Linked DNA regions of Sus scrofa: region 1 is linked to region 2. Evidence: chromatin contacts called from public Hi-C data. All regions are on one chromosome and are shown on one strand. The core of a region is the stretch at or near the end of the contact, and the rest is flanking DNA. Distances in the headings are between cores, read along the strand shown.

Region 1 (5,519 bases), core at 919-3,418, 220 kb after region 2:
ATATTGTAAATCAACTATAATAAAAAAATTTTTTTTAAAGATGAGGTTTACCCATCCTCAATCCCAGCTGTCCAGGAGCCTAGTGCTCTCAGGCACCCCCTGCATGGGCATCCCTAGCTTAAGCACCCAGATGACCCTGACTTGCAGCCTACTCTGGTCTCCTCTAATAGATAACACTCCGTGCCCTAAATATTCCATATTCTCAGCCTTTAATCATCTCTATATGCAGCCATCCTGTGTATTAGCAAAGTTAGCTTTTGATGGCACACATTATATCTGAGCTGCTTCCTTTCAAATTAATGACTTTGTTCTTCCTAGCAATCACAAAATATAGTTAACTTGTTTACAACCACAGTCACTCTACACTGAAAGTCCATTCAGGGTGACCAGGTTATTGTCCAGAAAAATAGCAAAGATAAATATCAAAAATAGCAGAAAAGTGAACTGAGTTATCACTTTTAAGAACTTAGTTCTAGGTCTCAGGCCATGTACAGTTGCCCTAAACTAGCTACAAAGGGAAGAGAGTTATTTCTTAAAAATCCTTTCTCACCGCTCCCCACCCCATGCATCACCCTGTCCCTACCCTCCCTGCCTTCCCTGTGCTCATTGTCTTTATCTCTTTCCCTACAACTCTTTCTCCCCGGAGCCAGCACCGTTTCCATCGGCGTGGCCAGCGGGATTGTCTTCTGTGGAATCGTTGGACACTCTGTGAGGCATGAGTACACAGGTGTGCTCTTCTCCATCTTCCTCTCAGCAAACACTGTGCCTCGCCAGTAGGCTTTGTGGGAGGAAAGACAAAGACAGTGAGAGGTGGGCCCTGCCCTCGTAAAATTTATAATCTTCCAGATGGAGCCAAGCCACATGGAGCCTTGCCCCTTGACAGTTCAGTGATTGCAAAGTATACATTTCTGGGACTATAGTTGATTGTAAGAAACATACAGTCATTAGAGGGGAGCAGTGGGAGACCATAAGCTTATGGAACAATGAGCCCATTGTTAATTTCCAGTTAACATTAAACAGCTACTCCTCTTAATTCCTGGGATTAGGTTAGGACTGCTTCTTAAAAATTATGTCTATTGCCGCTACTGCTATATAGTATTAATCTTAAAAGGAAATAGTAAGTAGGTGTTATCTCAAGGTTTTACTACTCTTACTTTCCTTTTCAATCCTATTAGGATTCTAAATGTTCAGAAATAATACATCGAAAATACTGAATGTACCTAAAATTCTGAAATAGTTGTGTCTCAAATGATACAATGTCAGATCTTCAAAATAATATGGGGGAGAGAGTAGGAGAGACTGGGAGTTTGGGATTGGGATTGGTAGATGCAAACTATTACATTTAGAATGGATAAACAGTGAGATCCTACTGTATAGCACAGGGAACTATATCCAGTCTCTTTGGATAGACCATGATGGAAGATAATATAGAAAGGGAGTGTGTGTATAGAAAGGGAGTGTGTGCTATATAGCAGGAAGTGGCACAACATTGAAAATCAGCCATAGTTTAATTTTTTAAAAATGGAAAAAAATAATACAGAGGGAAGAGTGGATGGGAGTGAGGATGAGGCAGGACTGGCCATGGGTTAATGGCTTTGTGACTTGAGTGATGGGTATGTAGAGATTCGTGATACCATGCTTTATTATATGGTCATATTTCCCCTACAGTATACTGTTTCTTTTTAAAGGAATATCTTAATCAGGAATATTCAAGTTTATCTTAAAGTACAGCATTTATTAATACCTAATTAGTAGTAGTATTAACTGAGGGATTACTAGCAGCCCAGCACTGTTCAGAGTCCTTTATGTGTATTAACTCATTCATCTTCATAAATTATGTCAACCTCATTTTATAGATTAGAAAAGTGAGGCATGGAAGAGTTCAACTATTTTGTCCAAGTAATTTGCACATAGTAGCTAGAAGTAGAGCTGAGGTCCAAACCTGCACAGCCTGGTTTCAGCTTCTGTACACTACCGAAGCTACATCTGTACTACATCTCTTAAAACACCCCCTGAACCAATCCTATACAGATACACCCCTTCACCCCTTCCAGCCCCATTTACCCACTCTTAAAAAAAAATAACTAAATGAAGGTTCATCATGCACAGGAACATACAGACCCAATTTTGTGCCTCATTTGAAAGTCAGTGTGCCACGCCCAAGCTTGTGCTTATCATCTTATAGCAGAAGACCAACTATACTTAATCTGAGGGCCCTCAGGCCGTGTCCATTATCTCACTTGCAGAATCCTCTCTTTATTCAAAGCCCTTCTATCCCTGAGCAGATCGTCCCCTTAGCCCCCTAGATGGCCAATTGAGGTAACTCCCTGTATATTCTATAATAGCCCTTGGCTGAATCTGGGTACTTGAAGTTGAGATTGCTGTGTCATCCATGAGAGACAAACAGCATAAAGGGTAAAAATGCCATTTGGGGACAGTATGCCTGAGGTTACACCCAGTTCAATGGCTGTTTTCTCCCTGCTCCTTGTCCTTCTCTCTCCTTTCTATTATAGTCATTGGTCAGAAAGTCAACATAGCTGCCAGGATGATGATGTACTACCCAGGAATCGTGACTTGTGACTCCGTCACCTACAATAGCAGCAACCTACCAGCCTACTTTTTTAAAGAACTTCCAAAGAAAGTTATGAAAGGTGTTGCAGATTCTGGACCAGTATATCAGTGTTTGGGCCTTAATGAGAAAGTGTGAGTGTGGGGTACTGATCTTGCAGTATTTTTTAGTAAAGAAGTGGAGAATTATACAGCAAAACAATACATCACCATTTCAGATTCAAAGCCAGTTCATGGAATTGAAATCTGTTCCTTCTCCTGATCAAGGCCCATATTTAAAATTCCTTCAACTCCTCCATCCTGCTGATGGTATAGCATGGTGGAAGATCCTATTCTACCTTCAGTTCTGAGACTATGAGGATAATTCTTCAAAGGTTGTACAGAGGGAATAGAAAACCCCCTCATTTGCTCACCTATTTGGACCCAGATGGACTGTTAACTGTTGATCATGTCAATTGCATGCTCAGGCATTGATAAGGCTAAAAGAATAGAAGATATTACTCCTCCCCTAGGGGTTTAGTGAAAGACATTCCCCCAAATCCCAACTCTGTCTCACTTTGGGGCTTAAAATCTCTCAGTATCTTCCAACCATTTTCATGATAATGTTCAAATTCCTTGCAAGGACATGCAAGGTAATCACCTGCTTTTCCAACCTCCTCTCCTTCTGTGCCTCTTCCTCTGGGGAGTCTAAGGGGATCATCCTCTCTTTTACTCATTCCATCCCCAGTCTACAGGGAAAATCACATCAATTTCTGAAGTCCAGCTCAAGGATCTGTTCCCCTCAGAAGCTGCCTCTGGAGGCTACCCATTCCCAGCTGAGACAGTTTAGCTCTTTCCTGCTCTGTGCAACTCTGTAGCACACTAGAACACTCACTACTCTCCTCACAACCACTGACTTGAGTGCTTTCACTTACTACACTGAGAGCTTTTTGAGGATAGTGATTACTTCTTGTTCATTCTTATATCCCCAGTAGGCATCGGTAATGATGAATACATGAATGAACAGCATAGAAAGCACTGCATAGTAGTGCTTTGTAGACGGAAAGTGAAAGGACATTATTCTTTACATTAGCAAGTTAGAATCTAGGTCTTAAAGGGTCAGATAAGAGAATCAGGGCTGTAATTGGTTCACCTTTGTATTCCCAGGGCTCAGCACTGTTCTTGGCATGTGTAGATCATCAATAAAATGCTGTTCAAATAAATTAATGAAGAATAATTTTTTGTGAGCCCTTATTAAATATTAGGTACTTTACTTCAATATCAACTATATAATGTAGAAACTATCATTAATCCCATTTTAAAAATTTAAATCCTGAGACTCAGAGATGTTAAATGACTTGTCCCTGGTCATAAATCTAGTAAGCAATGGAGCCAAGTTTCAAACTGCCACAATAATGCTGCAAAGTAGTTACCCACAAAACCTCAGTGGTATACAACACTAAATGTTTACTTATCTCAAGAATATGCGGGATTCAATTGATCTTAGCTGGATTTGACTGATCTTGCCTAGGCTTGTTCACATGCCTGGGGTTCAGTAAGTTGTTGGCTGATACAGGATGACTGCCCCATGAGATAACTGGGAATTTTGGCTGACATAACTGGGACAATTTGGCTCTACGAGTCTCATATTAGGCTAGCCCAGGCATGTTGTCATGGCAATGTCAGAAGACCAAGAAAGAGCGAGCCCAATGCACAAGCATTTTTCAAGCATCTGTGTTGTGTTTGCTAACAACCCACTGGCCAAAACACTCACAATGCTGAGCCCAGAGTGGGTGGGCACTGCAAAAGCACATAGCAAAGAGCATAGATACAAGTAGGGGTAAAGCAGTGAGGCACTTAATGCAGTCACTATACCACAAAAACTATCTACACTTTCTGAAACTACCAGGACTGTCTGATCCCAACCCTGCCCTCTTTATGGGTTCTCTGTCCCATCTCTGTAAATAAGAGGCTGTAGAAATACACATAAAATATGAACAGAGAGAGCCTGGTTCCTATCCTGAAATCTAATAGGAAAGACCAACATACACAAAATTGGCTGTATATAATTACATGGGAGACTTTGGTATGCGCTGTAACAGAGGCATAACAAAGTAGTATGATGGTGTAGTGAAGAGAATGAGCCATTAGTCTGAAAGGGCCCCTGCGGGAGATGATGATATGCAGTGGGCAAGCATACGCCTCTGGCCTAGCCACTAGCCATGGGATCTTGTACAAGTTCAACTCTCTGTACCTCAGGGTTTTTTTATTTGTAAAATGGACACAATAATAATAATACCTTCTTAATAAGGTTTTTTATCAGGAGTAAAGGAAATAATACATAATAAAGCACTTGAAACTGTGCCCGGCACATAGCATGTTCTCCACGAAGGTGAGCTATTATTGTTTGAGGAATTAGTGAAATCTTTCCAGGATGTAAAAGAGTATAGCACATCAAACTTTACTGGGTCCCACAATGAGTGTCTGATTTCCCTAGAAAGGGGTCAGTTCTACCAAGGCAGACTCAACAAGTATTTTCTGAACAAGGTACCAGGCACTATGGTAAAGGCAGCTATATAAGTTATTTGGAGACTCTGTTACCAGGTAAGAACTTCTCCTTTCCCTTCCTCTTGGCATCTGTACCCCTTGAGTTGGAGGATAGACTTTTCTTAGAAATTGAAAAGAGGCTTTCTGGGAATTAAGAACTAGTCCGTCAGACCCTCAGTATTTCCCTGTTTAGACTCTAACCTCTTTTCTTTTCTTCTCTTCAGCATGTTTGGGATGGCATACCTCATCTGCAACAGAAATGAGGGTTACCCTTTGCTGGGTAGGTAGTGGGCCTTGATTTTTAAACCTCTTTATTGAACAAAACATACAGAAAAGTACACCAATAAATCTTCAGCTTAATGAGTTATCACAAAATGAATGTATAATCATCATCCAGGCCAAGAAATAGAAAAATAGAAGTACTC
Region 2 (5,854 bases), core at 1,208-3,707:
TTTATTCTGCTGTGCAGGGGCAGCCGGAGGCCTTCCTGAGGGGGCCGCGTGGACAGTGGCAGGTAGGACATTTGGCCACTCGTTCACTTAAAAATCTAGTCCCGTTGTCTGGCTTTGAAAACCGTTTTAGGACAGTTGCCCATCTCCGCTTCTTTCATGGGATTGCCACTTGACCAGGTTCCCATGCTGTCCCCTAGATAGCAGGTTTGGGGGCTAGTGTGACCCAGAAGGCACTGGAGTCTCACACCACACCACAGAGCACACAGCTCAACACCCCTTTGCCTTTTCCCAGGCCAGATGCACCAAAGTGAAGTTCAGGGCCTTAGGCACTAGGTGGCAGCAGTGTGGCTGTGATGCCACTGGCAGTTCCTGGAGGCAAAGGGCTAAGGATAAACCTAAAGGCTTGTTTGCTTCTGGGTTAGAGCTCTTACTCTGAACTCCTGGTCTCTACTGCAGTCCTCGGCCTTTAAAGGACCACCCAGCCAGCTTGCTTACAAGTGTGACCCCATTCAGGGTCACAGGTACTGCCACTGCTCAGCTCTGTGATCTTAAGCAAATCCCTGCTGTAGAAGGAGGGTTGAGGAATGTAAGACAAGGGCCATCTGGTGCTAACGTCAAAGTTTGATTCTCATTTAAGGAGCCGCTAGGTAGTCTCTGAGCGGCCAGCGAGACTAACTCAGGTATTTGCAATAGGCCAAGGACGTTTAGGGTGGACAGGAAAGGGGGGAAAAGTGCTTTGATATAATGAGAGGCCCTATTAGCCTGTTCAGATTTAACTAGATGAGTTTATCTCTGTCCTGACAGTTGGTCCCTGAAATCCTTGCAGATTAGACAGATCTCTAGATGGACCACAGGGTATAGTCATGACAGGGGCTCAGCTGTGAGCCCCAGCTATCTCCAGTCTGGAAGGAACCTTGGAAGTGATGTAGCTACAAAAGGGTGAGGCACTGATACGTACTGAGTGCCTACTGCATAACTGACCTGCTAAGACATCTGAGTGCCTGTCTTGTGCATTGGTTAGGCATTTCTAAGTGCTTTCTCTCATTGCCCATCTGTGCAAATGTGGTATCATGGGGACTGTGCAGGCTTGGGTCCCATGCTGCTATCTATTAGCAGGCTGTCCTTGGGCCACTTACTTATTCTGTATTGGTTTTCTCATCTATAAAATGAACTTTGTAATCTGTTTCTAAGTGGAGACATGGACTCCAGGGGAGCTTCCCTCTTAGGTGATGATGTGGATTCAAGCATTCAGCCCAGTATCTGGGGCAGAGTTGATGCTGAGCCACTGCTCTCTCTTCTCCATGCAGTCAGTGGGTGTATTATTCCTGCTTTACAGGGCTCGCTATGACAAGAAGTGAGCATCTGGAAAAGATAACTGTTATCCTAGATAAGAGGTATTGAAGGTGGTTGCCATGGGGATTGTCATGTTTGCTGTATAGCACAAAGGGACGTGGTGGGAAAGGGGACAGCAGTAGAGAGGAGGGAGGAAAGGCAGTAGCATTTGGAACTAAGGAGCAAAACTTTTCTGAAAGTTACTGGTTAGTGAAGACGATGGCGCCCAGGGCTGGTGTGGTGTCTGGAATTAAAGCACAAGCTCAGCTTCGACCTCCCTTACAGTCCAGAAAGGGTGCTCTCCCAGAGATGACCTGTAGTGACAGTGACTCCTAGGGTCACAGGCTCTCTGATCCTCCAAGCCCCCGAGGGAAGAGGAGGTGCAGGATCAACAGGCCATGCCACTGCCCACAGCATACAGAGCCCCTGCTGAGTCCCAGGGGAGAGAAGGAAAATCATAATTTTCACCCTGAACCAAAGGAAAATGGCTGTGAGCACAGTCAAATGTGACCACAGAAGGAGCAAAGCCAGACCGTCCTTCTGGGTTGGGGAGAGGGACACATGGAATCCAGGGAGGCCTAGAGAAGTGAAGGGACCTGCCCAATGTCTCAAAGCCAGTCAGCGCTGGAATGCCAGGTCTTGGCCATGCGACTGAGAGAAGGAAAGAACCAGCTTTGCTGCTGGAGGAGGATGAGGGATAGTTCACAGTTGTCATAGTTAGAAGAATAGGGCAGCAGGGCTTTATTAGGTAGGTAGGTAGAAGTACTGTAAACCCAAGGAGTTTGCAAGATTGGAATATGGCTTGCTAGACCTCTAAAAAACTGCAGGCCTAAGGAAAGTGATTGGATTCAGTGGAAAGAATTCAAAGCATAAACTCAAATCTGCATAAGATTACCAAGAGCACAGTTCTGCTCAGTGTTATTTTTAGGAGAACAAAATACAAAAAGCTGTTCCTTTCCCTCAGAAAGTGTTTTCCTAAGCAGTATTAATAGCTTAGAAATTAGAAGCCACTCGTTTCTCCTTCTGACAACACCATTTTGAAGTATCACTCATCACAGGAGAGTCAGGCCTGCGTGGAGGAAAAGACAGTTTTAGGGTGGCTCACAGGCCTGGGCAGGCAAGGCTGCCGCCTGTTTGGCTGGAAATCGGTCTGCGATGTGGACATCTTAAGGGACAGAGTCCTGTGCTGTGTTCTGATAACGGACCCCTGGAAGCACAAGTGGTTAAAAACCAGCCTTCAAAATGAAGACAAACTAATCCTGAAACACAGTTCACCTGAAGTATTTGGATGTTCCTTAAAGATTAAAAAATGCTTAGGATTATTATAAATCAATATTTACAAACAAGTGTATTAAGAATAGTTTTGTTTCCCTGATTAAATACCTGGTTTTGGGATGTGTACAGCTGTGGAAACTGAATCTGTACTTGAACTTGTGGACTGTGGACTTCTGGGGTGTCTCCCTCTTTACACCTCACCCCTGTTTTCTGCAGACATATCCGGTCTCCAGCCTCCCTCCCTTTGGGCAGTAAGAGGCCAACTGTTGCAGAGTTGTGGTGTGGGGATGTCCATCCCACTATCACCTGGTATGTCCATGTGTTTTTTCACAGACGCCCCCAAGACAATTAGATTAATAGAATATTGTTCAGTGACTTCCAGCATGACCAGGAAATGCACCACCAACACCATTAACCCAGAGTTTTTAAAGGCGGATTAATGAACAGCAGTGCTCTCAGTAGGTCCATCTCATACCAAAAGTCAAAGCGTGGGTGGTAGATTGTCAGAGACTCAGAACAACCTCAAGGCACAGAGCCCTTCACCTTTACCTGACCATGCACCTGCCACCACGAAGGCCAAGGTCATTTTTCTGAGGAGGTATGGGCACCAGGGTCCAGTGGGGATCCCCCCCGCAATACACACTGAATCATGGGAGCAGCCAGGACTTATCAATTCTGCTTCTGTAGAATGTTTTCTGTCTTTACTGCCTCATTGACTGCTTGTCTGGACTGCCCTGCTCCTTTGTAACATACAACACCAGAACTACAAAATTGCTAAAAGATAGGAAGCCTAATTCCCTGGGCAAATACTTTAATATTTGAGGTCTTAAATAAGTTTTAGGAGTTCCTGTTGTGGCACAGTGGAAACGAATCCGACTAGGTACCATGAGGTGCAGGTTTGATCCCTGGCCTTGCTCACTGGGTTAAGGATCCTGCGTGGCTGCAGCTGTCTGTGGCCGGCAGCTACAGCTCCGATTTGACCCCTAGCCTGGCAACCTTCCATATGCCTTGCGTGCGGCCCTAAAAAGACCAAAAAAAAAAAAAAAAAAAAAAGTTTTAGAGCAATTTTAGTTTCCTGGCAAAATTGGGCAAAAAGTTCAGAATCCCCCCACTCCCACCTGCCCAGCCTTCCCCACTATCAACATTCAGCACTGGAGTGAACAAATGCTATTTTGATTTTTTCCAGTTGCTTCTCTTGCCAAGGAGTTATCTCCCCCTTGACTCCATTGAGTCCTCCAGCTTGTTCTGTCAGTCTTCTAGCACTTCTCTACAGCATAACCCTGTTACTGTTTTCCTACAGTGGAAGACACAGTGTGCTATTGTTTGCTTCAGTGGTCTCTTCGGTTATTCTGTAAAGCCCTAAAACCTCTGTGGTTTCATGTGGTCCTAACACAGCCCCTGGGAGGTAGCTGGTGCAAATGAGATTACCTCCATTTTTGGGAGGAGAAAACAAGCCCACAGAAGTCAGGTGGCTCGAGCAGGTCACATAACCATTTGGGAACCAGAAGCTAAGACCCTGGCACTTTTTGGAAATCAGGTAGTTGCCCTATTTGGGTAAGTCTCTCATTCCTTTCCCTTTAGCCATTTAGCATCTTCTTAATATGGATATATATGTGTCCTGCCTGGGGTAAGAGCTAGATGTTGAGGTCCAAATGCAGTTACCAGGCCAACTTGAGTTATTTTCCCTCTATCCCAAAACAGCCTGTCTTCTCTCAGCAGTAGGTGATCCTGGGCTTGCTGCATCTTCTTGGGAGGAGCATCCCTGGTCTCCATAGGGGAGATGCTTTGCCTGGCCACAGCTCTGAGTCTGTTCGGGGCCCAGCCAGAGAGAGCAGCATGGCAGTTTAGGAGACAGGAGGGAGAATGACTGAAGGGTTAAGTCTGCAGGGGCAGCGTCAGGTCATAACCCATAAGATACAGACCTGGGTGTAGATGGCCTAAGTCGAGTGAAGAGGGACACCAGAGGTGAGGAAGACCAGGAACTAGAAGACTGAACGGTCAATAGCTTTTAGATGAAATCTAGACATTGGAGTTGGGAAGGCCAGAAGCCAGAGGTCTCGGAACTAGCTTGTGCTAATGTGGTATGTGAATGTCCATGATGCTGTGGGATTGCTCGAAGTCTAACTCCTATACATGGGGAATGAGGGACCACTAATCATGAGAGACGATGACCAGAGGTGGAGGTAAAGTGCTTTAGAAGGAGAAATGAAAACAAAGCTCCTCTATGTGATTCGGTCACACAGAAGTCAAAACAGAAAAGGTTATTAAATCTAGAAAAGAATAGAGAAAGACAATCTTTTTACAAGGAAAGATTTAGAAAATGTGGTTCAAGGTAGCAAAGCATTTAAACAAAAAGACAAATTCAGGATATCTTAAAACAACCAAATTCTTTAATTAGAAAGCAACAAACATGCAAATGGCAAGTGTAGAAATTTATTTGAACCAACATTTTCACTATAATGAAAATTACTCTTCAACATTGATCCAAGCTCCCACATCTGAAGGTTAGGGAAAATATTGCACTTTGCATTTTCTAGCACTCCTCATACACGGCAAAAAGTTTTTAAAACATTTTGCTAGTTTTGTATTACACACGCTCCCAAATTCATGCACACAATCATTTCAAATCAATGTTAGGTTATCCCCCCAAAAGGGAAAAACTCCAAAAAAACCCATAACCTTTAAAATTGCACTAAAGCTCTGTAAAGGAAAAAATATAATAAATGTCTTATACAAATTTCAGAACATCTAAGTGCTTGCCAATAAGAGTTGATTATTCCTCATCCTCATTTTCATTCTCCTGACCAGAGCCTTCCGATCTGTCACCCTCCAGTCGGTCTGGAAAACACAGATATGAGACAGAAAGAAACACCTTTAATATTACAATTAAATAATTTTCAGTGCCTTTTACTTAAAATTAACTAGAATTTATGTAATTCCACACAGCATCATGTAAAAGTCAATTCACAGCTGTGTGTAGGTAAGTTATTTTTTTTTTTTTGGCCTCTAGAGACAAAAGACTAAAGGAAACACAGCATTATTAACTTTGAGTATTCATAACTTAAAAGATATGAAAATTATTTAAAAAAAAAAGCCAAACCCTAAAGATCTACAGCAGTGGTTTTCACACTGTTCCTTGGCACCTAGGAGCCCAAGGAGGTGTATCAGTTGTCACCAAGGGGAGTTTGAGGGAAGCTGTGTGAGAGAACCTGGGGACCATTCATGAGGGTCTGTGTATTTCTGTTTA

Evidence for each region. Hi-C and Micro-C count contacts between places; a contact is called where the count stands out from the background.
Region 1: a Hi-C map of fetal liver shows a contact between it and region 2, with 2.1 times the contacts expected there. A contact is called at or near these places in 1 of 47 Hi-C or Micro-C datasets (fetal liver) and 1 of 2 datasets of targeted methods (skeletal muscle).

What each region holds. Positions count from the first base shown.
Region 1 is chr4:83,125,248-83,130,766 of Sscrofa11.1, forward strand. ADCY10 (adenylate cyclase 10, soluble) reads left to right here. Exons shown (of 32, transcript NM_001204392.1): 10 at 651-727; 11 at 2,514-2,703; 12 at 5,319-5,374. Among named protein-coding and RNA genes, the nearest start is that of ADCY10, 23 kb to the left of the region's middle.
Region 2 is chr4:82,906,599-82,912,452 of Sscrofa11.1, forward strand. GPR161 (G-protein coupled receptor 161) reads left to right here. Exons shown (of 6, transcript XM_021089473.1): 6 at 1-2,731. DCAF6 (DDB1- and CUL4-associated factor 6) reads right to left here. Exons shown (of 19, transcript XM_021089469.1): 19 at 4,978-5,445. The coding sequence ends at 5,381. Among named protein-coding and RNA genes, the nearest start is that of GPR161, 65 kb to the left of the region's middle.